Regions from separate parts of the Mus musculus genome. Here region 1 is linked to region 2. The links are chromatin contacts, called in public promoter capture Hi-C maps. All regions are on one chromosome and are shown on one strand. The core of a region is the stretch at or near the end of the contact, and the rest is flanking DNA. Distances in the headings are between cores, read along the strand shown. Region 1 holds the start of Aste1 (asteroid homolog 1). Region 2 holds the start of Faim (Fas apoptotic inhibitory molecule).

Evidence for each region. Promoter capture Hi-C pulls out the DNA fragments that hold promoters and counts their contacts.
Region 1: a promoter capture Hi-C map of pre-B cells shows a contact between it and region 2, with 4 times the contacts expected there. The contact joins the promoter of Aste1 here to the promoter of Faim in region 2. A contact is called at or near these places in 2 of 39 promoter capture datasets (liver and pre-B cells) and 1 of 484 Hi-C or Micro-C datasets (CD4 T cells).

Annotation. Positions count from the first base shown.
Region 1 is chr9:105,393,550-105,398,051 of GRCm38.p6, reverse strand. It overlaps Aste1 (asteroid homolog 1), which reads right to left and starts at 2,690. Exons shown (of 5, transcript NM_025651.5): 1 at 2,387-2,690; 2 at 194-1,507. The coding sequence starts at 1,489. It overlaps Nek11 (NIMA (never in mitosis gene a)-related expressed kinase 11), which reads left to right and starts at 2,765. Exons shown (of 16, transcript NM_172461.3): 1 at 2,765-2,856.
Region 2 is chr9:98,983,044-98,987,682 of GRCm38.p6, reverse strand. Faim (Fas apoptotic inhibitory molecule) reads right to left here and starts at 1,310. Exons shown (of 5, transcript NM_011810.3): 1 at 1,171-1,310.

The DNA of each region.
Region 1 (4,502 bases), core at 1,441-3,940, 6.4 Mb before region 2:
GCATATTTAGTACTAAGTGCTAGGTTTGAGTTAGTACCTACACTAAGAGATTACCTAGTTCACTGGAGGTCTAGCCTTCACACACAACATGAAGGCAAGATGGCAACCCATGTGTTATATTAAGAGAGGGCATACGAAGGCAAATTATAACATACAGAAATTTCTAAGAATGTTGTTAGTCTTACAAACTTACCTCAGCCAATTTGCTCAAGTCACATTGATCCTTGAGCAGTTGCTTTGCATAAACAGTTGATGTTTTGATATTTGTATCAATTCTTTCCACTTCATTGAAAGCCAGAAGCTGGGAAGGCAATGTATTCTGGGCTATATCTTCTGCGTGTGATGGGCCATTCAAAAGGAGTCCATAGATGATTTGGCGGATGGGCTGAGATATTCTGTGAGCATTTGGCCGCTGCATGTTTTCTACCTGTGTGTGAAGAAAGGTCCTTCGGAGCACCAAAGCATCACTGATGAAAGGTGGTAGCTGGCCTTTGGCCAGAGCTCCTAGCACCCACTCTGGTAGACCCAGATCCGAAGCGTCCGTACAGACATAACTACCATACTGGAAGAAGTCCTGCAGCTTCACCGGGGACTGCTGGTACTCCTCCATGGAGCAGCAGAGAAGTTCCTTAACATTTTCTCGACTCTTCTTGGGGAGAGACTTCAGAACGTTATCTAGTGCTTCAGTGGGGTCATCGAAATGAGACAACCAGTTCAGAAGTCCCAGGACTCGGTGATATCTCCTCCCCTTAGAACTAAGGGGTAGACGTACTTTACTTATGAATGTGTCCATGATGGGCAGGTTAACATGGTCATTTCCACACAGCACCGCAAAGAGAGGTAGTAGAGCTTTGTTCATGTTGTTGAAGTAATGGCAGAATGCATTGAGGGAAAAGCTTCTGGCGGGAATGTAGTAATCTTGTGTATCTTTAATAGTGTTCAGATTTCTCCACTGGAAGCTATTCAGTGAGCAAAACCCACTTCTCAAGTCAAAAATGCAAAAGTCACTATCCGATGATAGCACAGGACAATTCCAGTGATTGGCAAGTGTCATAATGTCCCGATCTGCTTCTGAAAAGCTCTGTACGAAACATACCTCAAGCCTGATCAAAACCTGTATGAACACTTCTCGGATGAGTAAGGGGCACACATTCCCACCCCCACCAAGAGAAAGGGAACGGGCTGCTTGGATCTTCTCTTTTGCTCGATCCTTCAAAGTTGTCAGCTTTTTATCTGAAATGTCACATCCTCCATCTAATACAACATACGGACAAATATGACACACAAACAGTGATTCAAAGAATTTCTGTACAACATCTGCGAATAAATCATAGTCTCCTCCATACCTGAGCTCCAAGTCAGAATTGAAGCAAAGTCGGTGGAAGAGAGAATAGCCATCAATGATAAGTTTTGTGTTCCGCAATTTCAAATCAACGAAGAATTCATTACTATAATCTTCCACAAAGCTCATTAGTCCCCGAATACCCATGATGATCGACAGAAATCCCTGTTGAAACAAACAAAAAAAATCAATTGCTGGTCTTTTTGATGGCTATTCTTGGTTGTCAATCTGAGTATATCTAGAATCAATCAAGACCCAAACTGCAGGATACGCTGTTGAGGAACTTTGCTTGATTGGATTATTGGAGGTGGAAGACAGAACTTATATCTAGGCCACACCACCTCATGGCAGCCCATATAGAGATAAAGGAAGAAATCTGTTTTGTGAGGGTCAAGGCCAAAAGTCCTAAGCTATAAAAATGACAACCCAGCATAAGACACATAATGAGCCAATTTTTTTTTTCCTTATGGATAACTAGACCCTTGTTACAGGTCTTGAGTGTAGGGTACATTGGAGAGTAGTTTGAGCTAAGGAAAAACACAGCTTTATGCTTCTAGGATCCCAAGTATACAATTTCAACCTCAACTGGATTCTTACACCCCCTTACTAATGGCCTATCTGGCTAACAACTCATAGGATTAGTATTACTGGTTTCCCCCCTCGCCTCTGGCTTCAAATATCGCTTAGCACGATGCTATTGCCAGCCTTGCCCGTGTTTAAAATCGTGAAAGTTTTGCCAACCTTGGAATTTTTGCATTTTGATTTTTGTGGGGCTACCACATAAAAAAATGCATCCTCCTGAATTTTTTGCCTTTGGTATCAGCTTACATTATTGCACTTGATTTTTTATCTCACCTCAGATCCACCTCGGCCAACATCTCAACACTTTTTAATTCTGAATCGTCATGTCTTTCCCGGTTTGTCATGTGGTTTCTGCGAACTCACTGTAAACTAATGACTTGACCTTGAGCGAAGTAGCTCAAGGAATGCAAGCAAAGGGCAGGAAAAGGTAGGATCTAATTCCTCAACCACCAATCTTCCTACCTCAACCTGCTCCTGCCCTCCGGATCCGCCGGCTGCTTCCGCCCGACCGCCGGCTCACTTCACCAGCAGCAGCAGGTAGGATCCCGGGGAGAAACGGCAGACCCGCGGGTGCGTGGAAGACCGCGAGCGGAAACAGGAAGTGCTGCGAACGACGTCACTGGGAAGCCTGGCTCCGAGAAGCTGAGGGCTCTCCCTGGAGGAGAAAATGCTTTCGGGCCGGGTGGTGGGAACTTGGTGTGAGAGGTTGAGCCATTCCTCTCACACTTGCGGCCGCCTCCTCACCCTGCTCGCTTCGCCACGCCTCGAAGGGTCCGGCGCGCTTCCGTTGGATTGGACGCCGGAACGTCGACTTCCCAGCAGCCCCCGCGCCGTCTCCGTGGCGACGATGTTAAACAACCACGCCCTCCGAGGCAGCGAGCTCTAGGCTGACGGAGGCTTGGCCGGGCGCCGCAGGCTGGGGACCTGTAAAGGTAATGAAAGTGGATCTCTCGGGCAGCCGGGTCCCACAGCCCCTGGACCGCATTCCCCTTCGGGAGACTAAGCGCCCTGCTCCTCGATATACATTCACGCGCTCCGCGAAAAACTTAAGGTTTATTTGTTGAAGAGACAAGTTTTTTCGTTTTACCTCAGGGTTAGAGTTTACTTCTCAGGTCAGATTTAGTTAGCAGAACCTCAGGTCAAAACAGCTTCCTAGTTTTTTGGGTTTTTTGACATGGACATAAACCACTCAGTTCTTACCATCGGTAAACACTTGACTTTCTCTTTACCTGCCCCAGCGGGATGGGTACCCCAGGGATGGTTAGCACAAAGTGGGCGTCTCTCAGCTTTCTTCTAGTTCCTATTATGTTTTCTTTCCTTTACTTGTCTTTGGGTCACATTTGGTATGCTGGATCTTTCTTCGCTCTCCAAACGTTTGCTAACAACTGTATGTCAGCTGTTAGCTAGGCCCCAGGGATACAAGCATAACCTGTGTCCCTAGCACCCAAGTTCATCCTCTGCCCTAGGTTCAGATCCAGCCTGCAGTGTGTGTACATTCCATGGATACCAACTGAGATGAGGGCGACAGAGCTGATTCTGTGTGATGAGCCTGGAGAGGCTGCTCACACACTGCTGGGTTTATTACTCCATTACAAATAGAAGCTTTGGTCCTCCATCTTGAGTTCAGCTCTTTACTAAGTGGGGACTTTAATCGCCTCTCCACATTGAGAATTATTATTAGTGATCTGAAAGGCGACAGAGAGGCCATTTTTTTTTTTTGAACAGCCTAGTTTATCTAGAAATCACCACTTTTATGCCAGTCAAAGAAGCAAACAGAAGGTACCTTTTAGGACCTATTCTTTAGATTCTGCAGATTTTAGTAACGTTTCCTTGAGGAGAGGGGCATTGCTCTCACTGGGACTAGATCAAACCACAGATTAGTACATTATTTAAAGAAGACAAAATTACAAATAGGTTTTATGTTTTGCAGTTTTTTTTTTTCTGTTTGAGTGTCCTTGTAGGTTTTGTGGTAAATGTTGAGCCCACAGGTCAACACTATAACACTATTTTTTTCTCGTTGTTTTAGAATTGCTGAATATGAAAACCTAATGCCAAGGTGTACATAGTATTCAGCGTAAAGTCCTATTTTCATGTAGATTTTAAACAAAAGCACAGTTTTCAATAAAACATTCAACACTTTGATGGAATGGAGTAAGAGTGTGTTTTGTGGAATACTTTCTCATGGGACAGTTCTGCCATTCATAACATTTCATAGCTCCCTCAGGAACTGTGGCTTCACCTGTACTACACTTAGAGTCAGCTAGCTTTAAAACGCAGTCTTAGGTCTGAGGTGCATGTCCTTACTTCTAATCCAGGAGATAGCTCTGTACCCAGTGTGTACAATAGAAATGGAATCAGATCTTGCTTAAGATGGGGGGGGGGCACTGAATTGATATCCTTCCACATAGCTAGTCTAGCAAACAGACACCCCAAAACTGTGATTTAAAGTTGACATGGGCAAAAAGCAAAGGGAAGCAGAATATGCTAATCAGGGTTTAACCCCAATTTACTCTGTGCTGAGTCAAAGCAGACTGAGAGGGAGGAAAGCATCACCAGGGAGTTGGCCTATGTGTGCATT
Region 2 (4,639 bases), core at 61-2,560:
TACACACTTCAAGTTCAGTACTTTCAAAGCTCATTGGAGTTGCTCTCTTGGCCCAACAGGGTTTTTTCTTAATTTACTTTGGTTGTGATCAATATAATTCATATTATACCTTGTTATTATACCTTCATATTACCACTTGTTTCACACCTGTGTTCTGACCCCACCACTCTGTCCTAAGCCTCACCATGACCTGCACAGGTCTGCTTTTAGCAGAAAACCTTATATGGAATAACAACCCCCAGATCACTAACGATGATTTTACTATATACTGTATTTCCAAAATCCATTCGGTATTTCAGAAACGGTGCTTATCTAATCTAATTATGATGACGTCACCAGACACTAACACCGCCCACAATGACATTTACATGAGCATTGGTTGCAGTACAAGGCAATTTTCAAATTTTCAGACTTGTGTTTACTCGCTGTTACAGGTGACAGATTGAATGCAACGTTAGATGGTTAAACAGCAAAACAACTCAAGTTACCTGTCCCACCATCTTCCACCTTGAGTACAGCGTAATTTCGCTGGGTTTCATTGAACCAATTCATTCTATACCTGAGACAGGTCTCCAAGTCAGCCTTTGCATGAGAAAAACAACAGAATTCTAGGAAGAGACTATAGAATCCCACTCTGCCCGCTGTAAGATAACAGGCTCCTTCATTAAGCAACTCGAGTTGAGCTTATTGCAACACTAGAGCGATTCAGGAATAAATCTGTCCCTAAAGCCAACCTCCACGAAGGAAGTAGCCACAGCCAGCAAGGATGCTGCAGTGAGCTGCTCTCAAGAGCTCCCGACCACCGAGCGAGGTTAGCTCGGCCTCCTACAACCCCTGGAGGTACGTGTAGGTAGGTACTTGTAGGTACCTCTCCGGGGTATTTGGGCCAAGGGCCGCCTGGGACGCAGTCAGGAGCGGCACCGAGACTCGGACACGTCCGAAGCCCGAGAACTCCGGACCGCGCCACGAATACTGCGCCGAGGCACCGGAGGGTCCGCAGCTTCGGGTGGCCGCCCCACACCCCTTCTTTCCGGGGCCTCTTGCCCTGAGCCCACACTGCGGCTTGCTGTCTGCCGACCGAGGCCTGGGCACCACGCATCTCGGAGCCCGCTCGGCCAGGCCGAGCTGGAAGCGCCCGCCGAAGCTGCCAGCACCGTCTCCCGCGCTCACCTGCTCCGCGCGCCGCCACCGGCTCCCGATCCCACGACGTAGTCAGCAGCTCTCGCGGCCGCGCCCACCGGGCTCCAGCACCCGCATGCCGGGCGCCCAGCCTCCTACTGCCTTCCGGGCTCAACGAGACCCCGCCCACTGCCCTACTGCGCCTGCGCGAGTGCGAGAGCCCTTTTCAGAGGCTCCGCCCACGCTCCGCGCGAAAACCAATTCCCGGTGTCCGCCTCCATAGGCCCCGCCTACCCTCCGCTTTGGGGCCAATCCTGCTCCTGCTGTGCGCCGCTCTGCGCCCTTGTGCACAGTTGAGCGCTCTGCGGTGCGCCCTGCTGCGCCGCTGCTGCCCCTAGGCCCTGTGGGTGTCACTTTCTTGTTTGTTGTGCAGGTCTGACAGCAGCTTTTGTAGCCTTCCGGATAACCCGCACCTCCGGGAGAGGCAACTCGTCCGCTGAGACCCTTTGTTCCCACTGCCCTGCCGGCCTTCCATTCTCTGCTATAAGAACGGTCATTTTAGGTGGAAGAGTCCAGCCTTTGAAACCCTCTGTACGACCACAGGGGTCGTTTGGCTGCCGAGCCTTACACCTAGCCCAGAGGTTTTTGCTCGCCTTGTCTCCCTATTTTATATATACTTCTTCCTTTAGTGAGATGTTTGAATTTCACTTACTGACAGACAAACCTTAGGGAAAGAGTATAGAGTTCAATAATATAATAGGGCGTTTAGTTATCCTGGGTGAGGTCGTGGGTTATGTAAATTATTTTTAGTGTATATAATACATATGTACAAACACACAACCACTGAATTGTCCCTAATGCTATTGTAAAGTCTCAGACAAACAGGTAAGTAAGTAATGTCGGATAGAATCTACAGTTTCATTTATATAAAGGGAACGAACCAATGAGAGATTTTTTTTAAGTCTGATAAAGATTTAATTTGGGAGTGTTTGTGCCTGTTTAGTTGATATTTAAGAGAATCTCACTACGTAATTCATAAGAGCCTCACACTTGGATTCCAGACCCTCCTGCCTCAGTCTCCCCAGTGCTTGGATCACCATGCCTATCTACCCAGCCCTCAGGAGGTTGAAACAGGAGGATTGCAAGTTCCAGGCTACCCTAAGCTTTATAACTAAGCCTTGTTTCAAAAAACTAAAGTAGTAAAATTTAATGAAGCAGAAGTTTCAGGCACGGTATCTGCAACATTAAAGAACACTGGTCTACTTAATATTCTGAAATTTCTGACTGTCATGGCAATAAATTTTTTTTAAAGAAAAGAATAGACAAATGGGAGAGAACTGGACAAAACAGATGGCAGACACATTGTACCCCTTACATAAAAGAGTTTCTATGAATAGATTTTTAAAATGCCAAATGGTGTTTTTCAATTATTGGTGAAATGTTCAAGTAGGATATTAGAAGGACAGGGAATATAAATGGTCAATTTAAAAAGACCTTTTCTGATTTCTAGCACTGAGGGAAAAAGCTTACTCTTACCATGGACTCAACCAACTGCAACTCAAAAATCTTTTGTGAGGTCTAAGAGTTGCCTAGCATACCCGAAGCCCTCAATGTAAAACTCAAACACTAAAACACACCATCAAAGACTCACTATGCACAAATACAAACATCTATAATTTAATTGTACTGAATACATGCAGACTTATTATTCCCATCTTCCTAGTCCATAAATATGATATGACTATTTATATAGCAACCGTATTACAAATAATCTAGCAATGATTAAGTATATGGGGCTGGGCATATAGGTTTTGTGCAAATGCAGGGACATTATATGTGGAATGTTAGCATTCTTGGATTTTTTTTTTTAAGTGCTGGGAATTAAGCACCGGATATCACACATGCTAGGCGGATGTTTGTTAAACCTTCGGCCCTCATCCTTAGATTTCAGTATCTACTGGGAATTTCTGGAACTGATTCTCCACAGACACCAAAGGGATGGTGACTGTATACAAACTGACTGGCTTTAATGAGAGAAATGTATTCCTCATAGTCTTGGACTCTACAAGCTCCAAATCAGGTGTTGGCAGAGTTCGTTGCTCTGTTTGAGAGGGAAAGCCTTTCTGCTGGTTTTCCATCTTTGTCAGTCCTTGGTTAATGAAGGCATCATCCTGGCTCTGCCTCTCTCTCTCTCTCTGTCTCTCTCTCTCTCTCTGTCTCTCTCTCTCTCTCTCTGTCTCTGTCTCTGTCTCTCTCTCGTGTGTGTGTATGTGTGTGTGTGTGGTGTGCGTTGCACACCTATGTGGGCCATTTCCTTAAAAAGATGACATGTAAGCTGGATAGAACTAAAGACTGCTTAGAGCAATTACGTTCCTCACTTTAACTTACTTTGTAAAAACACTAGCCACAAAGTCACATTCTGAGGTTCCTCAAATTAGCACTTCAACATACAAATTTGGAGGGGGCATAGTTTAACCTGTAACATACAGTCCCAGAGGGAAACTGAGGGCAGAGGCAGGGTTTGGAGCATTGCAGCTGCAAATCGAAGACTACCAAGGACTGTTAGTTGTCCTCAGAGATAGACAGAAATGGAGAAGATGCCTCCTTAGAAGCTTCAGAGTGAGCAGGGCTGGCCAGCATATCCATGTCAGCCTGTCAGCCCCTGGAACTGTAAGAATATGCTCTCATTCTTGCTTGTTTATTCAGCCACTAGTAAGTCTATGGTGCCCTGTTACAGTAGCAATGGGAAACTGGTCCGTCGGACACCTTGAACTCAGTGGATGCACGCTGAATGAATGACCACACCAGCACATATATCTATGGACAGATGAACATGTGGGGTTGGTAGAGGAAAGTGTTCACATCACAGAGAAGCCATTTTTCTCATGAGCCGTATAACATTGTGTGTCACAGACACTGATCCTGCCCACGCTGGCGGACATGACATCAGAAGTGGTACAGGCATCCTTCTTGTTGAGTCCTGCTTGGCGACTTTTCCTGGAGGGATGGGAACTAACACCTATTCACTCTTCACTCTAGGTAGGGCACCAACTGCTGGCCAAAGAAACTAGTCCCACTTTATCTAGCTTTGTGAACAGATTGGTTTGTTATACAGAGTGCAAGGATTCCCACAGGAAAGTCTCCTCTTCCCCAGCAATTGTTTACTGCTTAGATAACCTCAGTGAGGGGGCTTTATGCCTCAAGAGTCTTAGGATTTTCTTCTGAACTCTAATTTTCTTGAGAGTCTGCCTCCTGAGCAACCTCCTACTCCCTCCCTCTTCCCTTCATAAGGAATGTTTAAATGTGGAGGAGACAGCTACACGCTAAGAAAACTGGCCAGACTTCCTGGTGTGTGCCCAGGCTGTATCCAGCCAAGCAGAGCAGAGCACAGTGTGAAAACATGTCCCTCTGGCTGCCAGGGACCTTTTATCCTTCCCATGGGACTAAGGCACTGTTGCTGCTGCAGCAGCAGCAAGAAATACTCATCTAAGCCTCTCGATTAAAAGCATTCTCTTCCTTC